Regions from separate parts of the Sus scrofa genome. Here region 1 is linked to region 2. A link is a contact called in public HiChIP or PLAC-seq data. All regions are on one chromosome and are shown on one strand. The core of a region is the stretch at or near the end of the contact, and the rest is flanking DNA. Distances in the headings are between cores, read along the strand shown. Region 1 overlaps RABEP1 (rab GTPase-binding effector protein 1). Region 2 holds the start of C1QBP (complement component 1 Q subcomponent-binding protein, mitochondrial).

Evidence for each region. HiChIP or PLAC-seq counts read pairs in DNA pulled down with a chosen protein or histone mark.
Region 1: an H3K27ac HiChIP or PLAC-seq map of skeletal muscle shows a contact between it and region 2, with 8 times the contacts expected there. The contact joins the enhancer-like site here to the promoter of C1QBP in region 2. A contact is called at or near these places in 3 of 5 promoter capture datasets (fetal liver, fetal skeletal muscle and liver), 14 of 47 Hi-C or Micro-C datasets (adipocytes, alveolar macrophages, embryonic fibroblasts and 9 more) and 2 of 2 datasets of contacts at active chromatin or transcription factors (alveolar macrophages and skeletal muscle).

What each region holds. Positions count from the first base shown.
Region 1 is chr12:51,747,465-51,750,933 of Sscrofa11.1, reverse strand. All of the region lies in intron 2 of RABEP1 (rab GTPase-binding effector protein 1), which reads left to right. Among named protein-coding and RNA genes, the nearest start is that of SCIMP, 23 kb to the left of the region's middle. Within about 2 kb of position 1,648, at least 44 of the 83 cell types and tissues checked have an H3K27ac peak or open chromatin away from gene starts, as enhancers often do. A contact at or near this core is called in alveolar macrophages, embryonic fibroblasts, fetal liver and 7 more, where this site is marked.
Region 2 is chr12:51,546,687-51,550,506 of Sscrofa11.1, reverse strand. It overlaps C1QBP (complement component 1 Q subcomponent-binding protein, mitochondrial), which reads right to left and starts at 2,146. Exons shown (of 6, transcript XM_021067745.1): 1 at 1,810-2,146; 2 at 1,094-1,244. The coding sequence starts at 2,041. DHX33 (putative ATP-dependent RNA helicase DHX33) reads right to left here. Exons shown (of 13, transcript XM_021067729.1): 13 at 3,173-3,820.

The DNA of each region.
Region 1 (3,469 bases), core at 399-2,898, 200 kb before region 2:
AGAGAACGGTGTGTCCACCAGATCTAAACGTACTTGACTATCTAGAAAACTACATATTTTCAGTGACAATGGATCCCTCTGCTATGTTTTCCTTGTATTTATTTGGCTGTGGGAAGCCAACTGTTTTGGGCAGCGTCTGGAATAGCCTGGAGGGGCAAGGCCAGAGCAAGAGATCCTTGCAACACGCCCTCCAGGGGGGTGGGGATGGATTCTAGAGATGAAAGGAAGGAAAAGCAACCGGCTCAATGGTGATTTAGGGCCCATCCCTGGCTCCCAGGGCAGTCATTTAATAAACCAAATCTGAGGCAAGAAAGGCCTTTGGGGATTGGAAAAAAAAAAAAAAATCCTTCATGGGAGTTCCCGCTATGACTCAGCGGTAACGAATCTGAGTAGTATCCATGAGGATGCGGGTTCGATCCCTGGCCTCGGCTCAGTGGGTTAAGAATCTGGCATTGTGAAGAGCTGAAGTGTAGGTCGCAGACATGGCTCAGATCTTGTGTGGCTGTGGCTGTGGTGTAGGCTGGCAGTTGTAGCTCTGATTTGACCCCTAGCCTGGGAACGTCCATATGCCACAGGTGCAGCCCTAAAAAAAAAAAAAAAATCCTGCATGTGTGCTTCTTTCTCATTTCTCCCTTGTGGATGGGATCAGCTGACCGCAGCTTTCACTGCTGACTGCGGCTGGGCGTTACTGCCTGTCAGAGAGCTACTCACTCAGCCACAGCTCACCCGGCAGGAAGGGGCCCAAGATCCTGCCCCCGACCAGCCTCCGGGGCAGGGAAGGGGCCAGAAGAGCTGAGCCATTCTTCCTTCTAATCTCCCAGGCACCACCTCCCCCAGCCCCAAGCCAGGCACTGATTCCCCTCAAGTCCCAGATCTCCTTGAGTCTGACCTCCATCTCTCCAGCTTTCCTGTAAGCTGTGCGTTTTCACCCCTGCCCTTGGTCTTGCCTAAATGAGCCTGGAGTCAATGCCCAGGCTTCCTGCCCCGTTCCTCACTACCCCTGGTCCCACCTCAGTTTACTCCCGAAATACCACAGCTGCCACTGTGCCCTGATTAATGGAGGACCCCATCAGGTGACAGACATCTAAATATAACTGTGGCTGGCTGCCTGGCTGGCTGACTTCCTGTGTGTGTTCAGGGCAAAAGACCAGGACATGCGCCTTCCCCACGCGTGCAGATCCAGACCCTAGCTGCACAGAGGGCGCTTGGAGCCCAAGTTTGCAATCTGATGACAGGGAGAGAGAGCGCATGAGTGTGTGTAGAAGACAGCATGGTCCAGCGAAAAGAGGAGGGCCAAACCCAAAGCGACAGGCAAGATTAAGAGCCTTGCAGAGTGACTCACATCCCTTAGGGATGGATTCCTGCAAGTTTCGCCCTCCCCAGAAGGAATCTGCAGGGAGCCTTTGCTTGACATCCTAATGAGAAACCTGTGCCTGAACGCCCTGCCCAAACCAAGAGTTTCATTCTTTCTTCCAGTCATCCCTGCAGCCTCTACATGGAAGCCCTGGCTATAGACCCACTTCCTACTTTCAAGGAGTGGAGAGCAAAACACAGAGCCAGAAGTTGCTGACGCTCTGATAGGGGCCCTAAGGAGCTGGTCTTCAGCTCAGACCAGGGAGGTGATGAGTCAGGGAAGGTTTGCTGGAAGAGATCCTGTCTAGACTCAAGTTGAAAGGGTTAGAAGGAATAAATCTAGACAGACCGGCAGGTGAGACCAATGGCCTTGAAGATACTTTCAAGGAACTCGAAGTAGTTTGGCTCCTGGGCACTTGGTGAGATGGGCTAGAGGATGGGGACGAGGTGAGGCAAGGCTGGACACTGTTCTTGAAGGCCTTGTACATCTGGCTGAGAAACGGGGGTTGTATCCAGCTCGCAGCGGGGGGCCACTGACGGTCTTAGGCCTGTTGGAAGATCACTCAGCGGCAGAGGGGGATGGAGGTAAGCAGGGTGGGATGTGGGGAAATCAGCAAGGAGGGGAGGCAGGCATCCCAGGGGGTCAGAGGCCAGGCCTGAGCTGGGCACTTGGCGCGAGAGGAAGAGGAGACAGCCTGAGGGAGTTCCCCGGTGGGAACTTGGCGCCTTCACTACTGCAGCCCAGGTTCAGTGTCGCAGGCGAGGGTGGGGGTGGGGGGGAGTTTGATGCTCCACCATCAGATATTTTTGCACACATAGTTTTTGAGCACCTGCCCTGGGTTCGATGGTGTGCTGGCGGAGTAGGATCCACTGGGAGATTTGCTCTCAGCAAATGATCTCCAGACTTAGGTGATTCTACTATTGACAACAACACGCTTTTGAGCACACGCTACCAGTTATTCCTATTATTACTATGGCTCGTAATTACTCACTTACCATTATTTTCTCAGAACAGACTCAGGGTCAAAGGCAACATGAATGATCATGGGTAGAAGCATGTATTTCAGGAGTTCCCGTCGTGGCGCAGTAGAAACCAAGCCGACTAGGAACCCTGAGGTTGCAGGTTCGATCCCTGGCCTTGCTCAGTGGGTTAAGGATCCGGCGTTGCTGTGGGCTGTGATGTAGATCGCAGATGTGGCTCCGATCCCGCGTTGCTGTGGCTGTGGTGTAGGCTGGCGGCTACAGCTCCGATTCGACCCCTAGCCTGGGAACCTCCATGTGCCACGGGAGCGGCCCTAAAAAGACCAAAAAACAAACAAAAAAAGCATGTAGTTCAAACATTCTTTTTGATCATTTCTCTCTCTTGTTCTCTTGCTGATTTGTCAGATCTAATTAGTGCGTCAATGTCTTCTTATCATAACCTGGCTGTAGAAGGACTTCCACCAGGAGAGGCTCCGGCTTTACTACTTCCTTGTTTGGGGCTTGAAGTGGCTTTAATAATTTTTCTTCAATCTGTGTATCTTTGCAAGGCACGTGTCCAGTCATGGAGGGCTGGTTAAGAGTAAACTGGATAGTAGACTCAGAAAAGATGTTTCTCTGGGCCCTCTTAAACTGGAACACATCGCAACAGGCTAAAAGCAAGGATTGCAGTTGCCACTGTGCCCCCGCCCCCTCACCCCCCAGCAGCTGCAGGTGGGCCTCCCCGATTCTATCAGGACACCTGGTACATCCTGCCCGACTTGTGGGGTCGGAAATCTACACACCAGGAGGCCAGTGCCAGGCTGCGTGGTATGTTGGCCACGTGTGATGTATTTCAAACTTTTTAGGTTTGATTCAAAGATACATTCGGGCAGATCAGCTTGGAGATCCCTGGAGAGGGAAGCCAGGTCCATGGCAACTGCTCTGTCTTATTTCAGAAGCGGAGAAAGCTCTGATGAGCCCACAGGAAGCATCCAGTCCCTCCAGGGATCCTTGATTCTCCTGCCTACAACCCTCCAGTGGCTTCTCACTGCATTGAGAAAATACCCACATCCCTCACTGTGGCCCTCAAGTAAGAGGAACTGTATCATTGGTTGTTCAGACCCAAACACTGGGAGGTCCCTGGCGGCTCAGCAGG
Region 2 (3,820 bases), core at 897-3,396:
AGGCTGCAGGACAGGCTCATTCCTCAGGGCAGTTGCGCGAAGTGTTACAATCACAAAGCAGACTGCAAACATCAAGTAGTGACAATTTTAAGTTAAAAGACTCGCCACCTCATGGTACCTCGTTTCAAAGTTTGAATGATAAACAGATTTGGAATGAGCAGTGCTGGGTGGTGTGCCGCAGTGCGCTGTAGTTCTTCTCCGGGCTGTGCTAACCAGCCGCCTTGTCAGTTTGAGGTTTGAGGTTCAGCCATAAAATTTGTCTAATCTGCAACAGTGCTGACTAAGCTGAGCTCCTGGGCACCAAATTGCAGTTACGTTCATTAGAACATTATTTTTACACTGGCCTTAAACTGCCTATGACTTACCCTAGTCAAGTGGTTTAGGCAAAGTTCCAGAATAACACGATGGATTTATGAAGGGGAAACACACTAACTACACCACCAGGTGAAAAAGAACCAGAATCCTACTTCACAGCACAAACAGAAACCTTTGTTCACCCAGAGTGGATCGCGGACTTAGCTTAACCAAGTGGAAGGCTTCCCACCTCTCTAATGATAACCCTTGCCATACCCCATCCTGCCACTTATCTTCTTTTCTCCACTGTAAACACAGTAGGGGCTTTGTTTTCCTAGCCTGTAACTCAGAGATTCTCTCCTACTGTCAGAATTTCTGAATTTGCATGCCTAGATTTAGGAAAGGCGTGGCCTCCCTCACCAGTAAGGGTTTAGTGAATGATGCCTCTACTGGTCCAACAGACTCCCAGCTACTTGGCTTCTTTCTACTTTCTTACTACCTTCTCATTAACCACCACAGCACATCAGTGTGCAGCGGATGAACGGCCTGGAGCTTGTGAAGTTACCAAAACAAGGCCTCTCAGCTCTCAGAAAGTGTCAAAGTACCTGCCTTAACTAAAGGCTGGTTTTTGGTTTTGTTTTTCCTTTCTGGCCACCCCTTGGCATATGGAGTTTCCAGGTCAGGGATCAGATCTGGGCTGCAGTTGTGACCTACACCGCAGCAACCAACTAAAGGCTGTTTGGGGATGACTCAGGGCAGCTCTTGCAGGGTCATGGAGTCCACAGGCCCCAGTACTTACTTTTCTCCAGCAACTTTCCTCACTAATTTGGCTTCTGTCCCATTCACTTCCAGCTCCCAACCTCCAGACATCTTGGGGAGAGACTTATGCTTCTGTATCTTCTTCTCTTCCTTAATCTCATCATTAAGAAATTCAACAAAAGCTTTGTCCCCTGCAATAGAAATCACTTAGTTACAGAAAAAAGAACCAATCAATCTAAAAGAGAAAAATGACCCAGGTTCCTGTAGGCAGAGATCTGGACTTGAGCTATTTCTAATACTTGTACTATTAGTGGCTCTAGGAACTTAGACCAACCCATATCCATTAGGACTCAGTTTCCCCATCTGTAAAAATGCCGTTAAGTTATCAGTAAGAAGTTGAGCTCGATTCTGTAAAAGTGATTCTCAACAATAAACTTCTTACCACTTTTCAAAACAAAGCAAAAGAATTCGTAACTACCCTACTTCTCTTGCTAACTACCATCACCGCTACTTCTACCCGCGACCTTTGGCTTTCACAAAAATCCATTTTCGAGAGACTAAGCTTAAGTATCTCTCCCCTCACGGGCAATCTCGCGTGGGTTTACCCCGCCTTTCGCCGATCAGTGGGAGATTGTTCCCGACCTCGGGCGCGGCTCCGGTCTGTCCACTTGAGATCTAAACTTCCCCGTCCCGGGTCCCCCTGCTCCACCCAGAACCCGGTCCGTTAAGCTCCCGGCCCACGTGCTCGAGTCTCACCTTCGGTGTGCAGCCCGCCGCAGCCGCAGCCGCAGGCGCAGGGCCCCCGAGGCCGTAGGAGGCTGGGCGGCTGCACCGACCCGGCACGCACGCTCAGGAGCCCGAAGGGCCGGGCGCACAGCCGGGACGCGGGCTGCAGCAGCCGCGGGAGCGGCTGGGAGGGCGCGGCGACGCAAAGGCCGGCGACGGCGGTGCCCAGGGCGCGGGGCACGCAGCGTAGCAGTTGCAGCATTTTGGCAGCGGAGGACACGTGTGGATGCGAAAGACGACTCACTCCAAGAAGGACGACTCCTTCTCACCGCGCCCCCTAGTGATAGGACCGCCGCCGGAAGTCCCGCCCCTGCCAGGGAAGCGCTTCCGCGCTGCCTCTTTGCAGACCGAAGACACCGTGGGCGGGATGGCGCCCTCTGCTGGCGGCCTCCGGTGCTGGACTCGCGTAACTAAATTTTCTTTCCGGAGTCGGCTGAGTTCAATTGTCCAGCATCAGTTCTCTCCAGTGGCTGCTGACACACCCTCTAAACTTCCATCTACTCTTCTCAAGCACAGCCAGGTTTTCTATGACTTCGTGGAATGCATTCTTGCCACCCACAACTCCCAAAGACCAGCCTCCGAGGCCATCTCCCTTAGGAAGCCTTCCTGGAGCTTCCTCCTCTTCCTTGAGACACAGGGACTCATGCCTGTGTGACTCGGCCCCTGGGTTTCATTCTTTTCTTGGCAGAAACCTGGCAATACTGGTTTACCTGGAAGCCACCCCTCACTCCCACCAGGCCTGGCGCTCCTAAGGGCAAGGTCCCTGATCAATTCCTGTGACTCCCCAGCTCTCTCCAACTTTACACCTTAATGTTCCAACAGGACATTATTTTTCTGGGGGCAAAAACCTCACAGCTTACATTAGATTTAGATTAAGAAAACTAATCTTCCTACCTTACCAGGGCACGTAAAATACACAGGGTCATCAAGAAAGTAAGTCTTCCCAAATCAGTGGTGAAAATAAAACAATATATTCCTTTTTTTTTTCCTAGGGCTGCTCCCGCGGCATATGGAGGTTCCCAGGCCAGGGGTCCAATCGGAGCTGGAGCCTCCAGCCTACGCCAGAACCACAGCAATGCGGGATCCAAGCCACGTCTGCAGCCTACACAACAGCTCACGGCAACGCCGGATCCTTAACCCACTGAGCAAGGCCAGGGATCGAACCCGCAACCTCATGGTTCCTAGTCGGATTCGTTAACCACTGGGCCACGACGGGAACTCCTAAAACAATATATTCTAAACAACATTTTGTGAATAAAGGAAAGGACACCCAAGAAAGAAGCCACACACATCACGTCACACACATCACGTACAAGATTCACTTATGGTATGCTTTTTTTTTTAAGGTTCACTTTTAATGGATTTAATAGCTGTGTGCAAATTTGAGCATTATATGCAAGAGCTGATGTTTCTATAGTTATGTCTGATCAAGAACAGACTCTCAAAATACAGCACAAACCCGAACTAGATTTTTGGGGGCTTTTTTCTATAAGTTGTAATATTCTGATCAAATACAATTCTTGCTTCCCCATAGATGCACTGTTTCCTTATATGTTCAAGGGGTGGTACCTCAGATGCCTGGTCATAGTTCTACTCATTTCTGGAGAGCTGGATTCAATGGATTCAGACATCACAGTACATAATCAGTTGGATCCACAAAGGAAAAACTTGTCCTCATTCTGGCATCTCTTTACAACAGAGAGGCAACATTAAGTTAGGATTTTTACCAAGAACTGGGTGTTGGCGCTTTTTCCCCTTGTAATGAAATCTGTGCTGCCTTGAAGGCTCCAAGCGCCATGATTACTAGACGCAGGAGGACAAACACCTGCTTGCTGTGCATCTACTGACATGACGCTGCTCCAGGGAGCTAGGGATTCACCCAGATGTGGATTTCACAGGTTTGAAAAAAGGTAGAAAGCACACCATTGGAGAGCTTATTGATTGAAAAGCATAGTTCAAGATTAGATGTGCGACATCATTG